Regions from separate parts of the Mus musculus genome. Here region 2 is linked to region 1. A link is a contact called in public promoter capture Hi-C data. All regions are on one chromosome and are shown on one strand. The core of a region is the stretch at or near the end of the contact, and the rest is flanking DNA. Distances in the headings are between cores, read along the strand shown.

What was found. Promoter capture Hi-C pulls out the DNA fragments that hold promoters and counts their contacts.
Region 2: a contact with region 1 is called in a promoter capture Hi-C map of cranial neural crest. The contact joins the promoter of Atp7b here to the enhancer-like site in region 1. A contact is called at or near these places in 3 of 39 promoter capture datasets (cranial neural crest, frontonasal cranial neural crest and stem cell-derived epiblast-like cells), 2 of 15 datasets of contacts at CTCF or cohesin (large pre-B cells and pro-B cells) and 6 of 115 datasets of contacts at active chromatin or transcription factors (differentiating embryonic stem cells, embryonic stem cells, extraembryonic endoderm stem cells and 2 more).

What each region holds. Positions count from the first base shown.
Region 1 is chr8:21,000,169-21,003,898 of GRCm38.p6, reverse strand. No RefSeq gene overlaps it. Among named protein-coding and RNA genes, the nearest start is that of Defa21, 24 kb to the left of the region's middle. Within about 2 kb of position 2,473, at least 3 of the 459 cell types and tissues checked have an H3K27ac peak or open chromatin away from gene starts, as enhancers often do.
Region 2 is chr8:22,058,598-22,061,933 of GRCm38.p6, reverse strand. It overlaps Atp7b (ATPase, Cu++ transporting, beta polypeptide), which reads left to right and starts at 1,860. Exons shown (of 21, transcript NM_007511.2): 1 at 1,860-1,962. The coding sequence starts at 1,879. It overlaps Alg11 (asparagine-linked glycosylation 11 (alpha-1,2-mannosyltransferase)), which reads right to left and starts at 1,213. Exons shown (of 4, transcript NM_001243161.1): 1 at 1,164-1,213; 2 at 1-48. The coding sequence starts at 1,207.

The sequences.
Region 1 (3,730 bases), core at 1,224-3,723:
ACTATGATAACCTCAGTGTAGTGATCAATAGATCCTCACTGTGTAGTTATGCTTTTTTCTTCCATTGACCCTTTGTGGGTAGGTCTGATAGTTTTGGTCTTGTTTGTTCTGATATATGGACTCTGTTACTGTTTGAAACTGTGTGTAGAGGCAGTCAAGACAGGTCAGAAAATCCTTACAGAGCAACAAGAAAGTATGTCGGAAGAGGAGAAGGGCTTAAAAAGAAAAAGGAAAAAGAAAGGAGACACAGTGTTATCAGGTGGACAGAAAGGACAAAATAAAAGAGCTGAGGCGGAGGAGGAAGGCGAATTAGCTTCTGTGCCTCCTCCCTATGCCTCCTCAGCAGCCACCTGTAGGTGGACCTTCTGTCCGGAGATTTGGAGAGGATCGACAGGATCAGGTGTTGACGTGGGCGAGAGGGTCTGTTTGTGTGTTTCTACAGGACCAGACGGAACCTCTTTGGGTGCCGGAGAGATTGGTGAGACGCTGCAAGAATGAGGCTCCTGATCCAGTTGCCCCTGTGGATGTGGTGGATGATCCCACAAGCACAAAGGATGGAGCCGAGATGAGAGATCCTTTCGGTATTCCAGAAGCCGATACCAGCTCGACATGACATTCAAATTTTTCCACGCTTTTTGATCCCTGAATTCCCCTTAAAGAGATAGCCTCTCTGGCTATCTATCCCTTGCTTCAGGGAAGATGAGCGGGGATGAGAGCCCTGGGATGTATGCTTGTTATAGTGCGTGTGCGTTGTGTGTTTGGCACATGTGTTAGGTGCAGCGTGTGCAGGCCCGCACTTTCGCCATGGTAGCGTAGGCTTTTGCTGCAGTGGAGGCGGGACAATCTCCTCAGATTCGGTTTGCTGCTCTAAAAGAAATTATGCTGCGTTATGCCGTGGGGTGCGAGGCTAAGCACTGCACAGAGGATAGCTTGCTGTTGGCATCCTGTGGAAGGCATGTCTGATTGCATGAAGGTTCAGTGTCCTAGTTCCCTTCCCCCAGGAAAAACGACACGGGAGCTGGCCAAGACCTCTCTGGGTGATGAGCCTAAGGGATGGTTTTGTGTAGGGCCCCTATGCTTGCACACTGGGGATCAGACCTCTACCTTCACCCATGAGGCTTGCTTGCAGCAATTAAGATCTGGCCATAGATTAATCAACATCCTGGCCTTTTGATGCACCTGCCACAAGCAAAACACAATCTCCCCAGGTGTGGCTTGGCATAATAGAGAGGTAGTCAGTGATAAGACTCCCTGGGCATGTCACCAACCTAAGACAGGGATCAAACCAATGCTGTTTGTCACCCAAGGACGGGTAAGGGGCATGGCTGCGGGGGGCTATCTACAGACATTCTCTCTGCCAAAAAAGAAAAAAGGGGGAGATGTTAGGAGCAGGTGTGGCGGCAGTCCTAAAGGCGCCAGGGACTGTAGCTAAGTCATATGACTTGCACCTGACTTCCTCATATAAGACACAAACATCTTGAGTGCTGCGCAGGTGTACCAGGATACAGGTGAATCCAATTTGGTGGAGATATGCCCCTGCTGCCCTGATTAGCTGAAGCCTCGTGACTGGCGAGGTGGCGTGGCCTGCTGTGCGTGGATGGGAACTGAGAGTATAAAAGAGTGAGAGGCCCAGGGTTCGGGGGAGATATAAAAACAAGGGAGATATAAAAACAAGGGAGATATAAAAACGAGGGCGATATATAAACAAGGGAGATATAAAAACAAGAGAGATATAAAAACAAGGGAGATATATAAACAAGGGAGATATAAACAAGGGAGATATAAAAAAGAAGAAACAGGACTGAATAAACGTGTGCAGAAGGATCCTGTAGCAGCGTCGTTCTTCCTGGCCTGTTGAGCGCGCGCAACACTTGTAGAAACTTTTATCTCACGCTGCTTTATGACAGACTGCAGTGCTGTGATCACAGAATGTGAAGTTCCGATACTTCTCCTTTATCTACAGGAGAGGCTTAAATACAGGACAAGCACCTCGGCTTATATACATTCGTCTGACCGTGCCTAGTAGCAGTCAAAATTCAGCACCACCTCTGATGAGTGCAGGATAAAACCAGGAGGAATAGGGTTAACACAGCCAACAGGAAAAGAAAAGCTTTCACTACAGCCTTCCAGTTGAGGGGAGGGATTAAAGGAATTAAAGCCAGACATGTCTCTCAAAGCTTACCTTTCCCCACTAGGGTTCTGGATCTTCTCCGTTTGGACGGAGGGCCCCTCTCTGGCGCTGGGCAGTGGTGAGGCAATTCCCGGGTTTCAGCACCAAATTGTCCTGCACTATTGTTCTTTGCCTGCGAAAAACATGCACAAAACAAAAGATCCTTCTGTAGTTAATCTTTATTTCATAATGATGAGGTAGACCTAAAAGGCTCAGAAACGTGTATGGCTTAAATACCCCCTGGTGTGACGTGTCTATGTAGGACTGGCAGCTTTACCCACGATCTCATACGCCCTGGGGATGGGCTAGTGACTTTGGTGGGCTTTTGCTCCCTGCACATGTGCACAACACATCTTGATCTAAACAAAGAGATCGGTTTGGCACAATGGAGGTTTAGCGCCATCTAGTGATGGCGTGTATATTGCGGCTTTGTACACTTTCTTTCATTTTTTTTTTTTTTTTTTGAATTTGGAGTTTTGACTATTATGTGACAAAAAGAATTTCTTTTCTGGCCCAATCTATTTTGAGGTCTGTAGACTTCATGTATGTTTATGGGCATCTCTTTCTTTAGGTTAGGGAAGTTTTCTTCTATAACTGTGTTGAAGATATTTACTGGCCCTTTATTTTGGGAATCTTTGCTCTCTTCTTTATCCTCAGGTTTCGTTCTTACATTGTGTCCTGGATTTCCTGGATGTGTTTAGGAGATTTTTTCTCTTTTTCTTCCCGGGATTGGGGGTGGAGGTTTTCAGACAGGGTTTCTCTGCCTTGTAACTCACTCTGTAGACCAGTCTGGCCTTGAATTCAGAAATCCACCTGCCTCTACCTCCCAAATTCTGGGATTAAAGGCATGAGCCAACTTTATTGGGCCCTGTATCAATGTTTTCTCTGGTATCTTCTGCACCTAAGATTCTGTTTTCTATCTCTTGTATTCTGTTGGTGATGTTTGCCTTTATGAACCCTGATCTCTTTCTTAGGTGTTCTATCTACAGGGTTGTCTTCCTTTGTGATTTCTTTCTTGTTTCTATTTCCATGTTTAGATGCTGGATTTTTTTTTTCATTTCCTTTGCCTGTTTGTTTATGTTTTCCTATAATTCTTTAAGGGGCTTTTGTGTTTCCTCTTAAAGGCTTCTCTGTTTTTTCCTGTTTTCTCCTGTATTTATTTTATTTTTATTATTTTTTAATTTTCATTATTTTTATATTCATCATTCATTTTTATTATTTATTCTATTTTTTTCATTACATACTTTTCTCATTTCCTCTTCTAAACCTTCCTTTCCCATCCCACATACCCATGCTCACCATCTCACCCACTCCTCCATCCCTGTCCTGTTATTCCCCTACACTGTTGCACATCAATAGGAGGAGCAGCCCTGGTCCTGTTTTTCTTTAAGGGAGTTATTTATGCCCTTCTAAAGTTCTCTATCATCATCATGAGATGTGATTTTCAATGTGAGTCTTGCTTTTCTGGTGTAATGGGGTATTCAAGGCTTGTGGTGGTGGGAGAACTGGGTTCCAATGACTCCAAGAAGCCTTGGTTTCTCTTGCTTATCTTCTTGCCCT
Region 2 (3,336 bases), core at 611-3,110, 1.1 Mb before region 1:
AAAACTCCGCATATCATCAGTCCAGGAAAGAAGAGTGAATAGAAAAACCTGAGATAAATAAAAGGTGAAAATCAACCTGTTGTCAATTTAAAAAGTCAGCTACAAACTAAGGTTTACTTTTTACACACTTGCTTAATATTAAGTTCTGTAGCTCCTAAGTCTGCTAAAAAAATTATTTAAAAAAAAAGTGCCGGGCGGTGGTGGCACATGCCTTTAATCCCAGCACTTGAGAGGCAGAGGCAGGAGGATTTCTGAGTTTGAGGCCAGCCTGGTCTACAAAGTGAGCTCCAGGACAGTCAGGACTATACAGAGAAACCCTGTCTCGAAAAACAAAAACAAAACAAAACAAAAAAACAAAAAAAATTAATTTTTTTCCCCTTAGTGGTGATGACTGGTGATTCAGGGCCTCAAAGATGTTAGGTAAACACTTGATTCCTAGCCAATACATACCCATATTTAAACCAAATGCTTGGAAGAAAGGTAACTGTAATCCAAAGCTTTGAATTACTTATCAATGACCATTATAATGCAGAAAGTCACTCATGACAATGTACACTGTACAGAGCTGGCAGCATTCCATTTATCGGGAAAAGGCCAAGAATGTGCTAGAACAAACTAGCCTATTCATATTTTTAGCAATCACTACAGACCTTGAAGCAGACAGCTCAGAAAGGAAGATGTAATACAAACTCTGGCAAGAATGCATGTATCCACTGCTCTTCAGAACGCTATTTCGCTAGCTATAAATGTTCAACCTGAACAAAAACACATATGAACTTAGGTAGGCTTTCATAGGGCAGAAACAACTTTTGAAATATGGAACTATTACAATAGTAGTGACCACCGGGTGGTTAACATTCCTGTTTATTTCTACCAACTTTATGTAATTCTTACATAAGAAACGATATGTATCTCAAAGGCAAAACCAATATATTTACAACTTTAAACATCAACCAGGAAAGAAGAAATCAACAGATGGTCAAGTAGCAGAGAGTCAACCAACTGGTTTACGAAGCAGCAGGTAGCCAGTTAAGGAAAACAGCTGATCGGCATGCGAAACAACCGAGGTAAACCGAGGCACGAAGAAAGCGCTTCTACAGACTTTATCTGGACTGCCTCCAAACCCTCCACGCCCTCGTGAGCTCAGGCCACCAGATCCTCACCGCAGCACGGCGTACACGCACCAGCTCCCAGTGTCCGCCGCCATCTTATCCCACCCTCCCCTCTCACAGCCCGGAAGCGCTTGCCTGTTCTTCTATCCTATTGGCTCCTGAGGAAGCGTGTGCCGTTAGCCACGCCCCCCGCTTACACGCCTTCCTGCAGGTTGCCTAATAGCCGCTTCCCACAGGCGGGGCGCACACGGGCCCATCCCACTTGGGCCACGCCGCTGCGGTGGCGGTGGTGGGGCGTGGCTTGTGATGGACAGCCGGCTCTCTCGCCCCTCCCACCCCACTCGCCCCGCCCACTTCGCTCCCCCCCCTCCCGTCTGGAAGCCCCCTTGAGGGCGCCCAGCCCTGCCCCCACCGCGGCGCTGCCAGCCGGTTGGGACCCAATGGGAGGTCCGGGCGGGCGACGAGCTAATCTTCCAGTACAGAGTCCGCTCTTTCAGAGGTGTCGGCGAGTCCCCAGCGGCCGCAGTAGCGGGGCGCGGGGTGGAGAGGGGGCTGCGCTGGAGCGGGCGTCCTGAGACTGTGGTCCTCGCTGCACCCTATCTGCAGCGCACCGCGGACCTCGCTGTCCGTAGTCCGCAGCGCCGGGGCTGGGAGATCTGAGCCCTGTGTTCCCCAGGAACCACGGATGCGCTTCTTCGCGCCTCCTCTCCCTGGCTTGTAAAGTCGCCCTTCCCTCCCCCCAACCAGGTGACCTTTGGGCTCGGGGATGGATCCCAGGAAGAACTTGGCGTCTGTGGGGACGATGCCTGAACAGGAGAGACAGGTCACAGCCAAAGAGGCCAGTCGGAAAGTAAGTTTCCTTTGCCTGACCGCAGCGTGTACGCACCTGCTCAAAGCGCTTTTCTCCTCGGTTCCTCCAGGGCTCGTGACTGTGGACACGTACCCCTGAGAACCCGGGAGGAAAACCCTCTAGATCAAGGGTGCCACTAGCCCTCTGGTGTACAACGATTTCGAGCCCAGAACTTTCCCCGGTCCTTATTAAAGAGCTCTTGAGCGTGGGCTTGCTGTATAAAAACTCTAGTTGCTCCTGGGAGTGCTAATACCTCGCTAATGCCTGGCTAATGCTCCTCAAAAGGTCTACATCCAAGTCCTGTACCTTGAAGGCATTCATTTAATAATACAGGGGGTTAATTAATGCAGCCTCTTAGAGATGCAAACAGCGTAGAATATTTAACATGAAAAGCAGGTCTGTTTTTCTTTTCTTCATGTGCGTTTTCAATCAACAAATACTTACTGAAACTTGTATAGGTCGCAGGCATATGATGAATTCTTGAAGATTTGTGCATTGTTTTAAAATATTTTGTCTAGCTTAATTGAAATCACGTTTTATGTTCTCGGAACTTTTTTTTTCCAATTAGTTATACTTTGTAGATTGTTTCCCAGAGTGTCATAGGTGTTCCCCATAGTCTGTTGGTGGTTCCCTCTTGGGTGGTCATGGCGATTGCTTCCTTTCTTTCCCAGTTGACGTGATCTTTGCACTTGAATTGTTGTGTGTGTGTGTGTGTGTGTGTGTGTGTGTGATGGAGGTTAGGGGCATCTTGCTGGACTTAGTGCTGCTTTTCCCACCATGTGTGTCAGTGTGTCGGGTCGTCGGGTTTAAAAGCTAGTGCCTTTACCCACTGAGCCATCTTGCCCTACTTGTACTTGAGTCTTTTTTTTTTTTAAAGCATTTATTTATTTGTTTTATGTGTATATGGGGAAGAATGGAGGGGGAGAGAATCTAGGCGTGAGAGGTCAGCAGAAGACGTCCAGGAGTTGGTTTTCCCTCCTTTCAGCAAACAGGTCCTAGGGCTTCAAGATTGTGTGCATCCACTCATCGAGCCATTCAACTGGCCTTACACTTGGTTATTGACATCGAATTTAATACTGGGCGTATTTCTTTAGGTCTGGATTGCTGGATTGGAGCTTGCTCCTTTTGTTCAGGTCTCTGAAACTAATTAATCCAGCAGTTTTATCCAGCGTCCCTTGTTAGTGAAATTCATGTAGACTCTGGTGTGTAGGAATGAGAGGGGTGTAGGTTAATGGACAGGCAGGGAGAGAGGTGGCTGAGTAGGTGTGAAGACAGCCCACACCGGGTAGGGGTGGCCAGAGCAGAGAAGGAGATGCCCCCTATCTTTGTCAGTGTCCCCCTGAAAGAGTAAAGTCTTTATCTAATCAGGTGAAA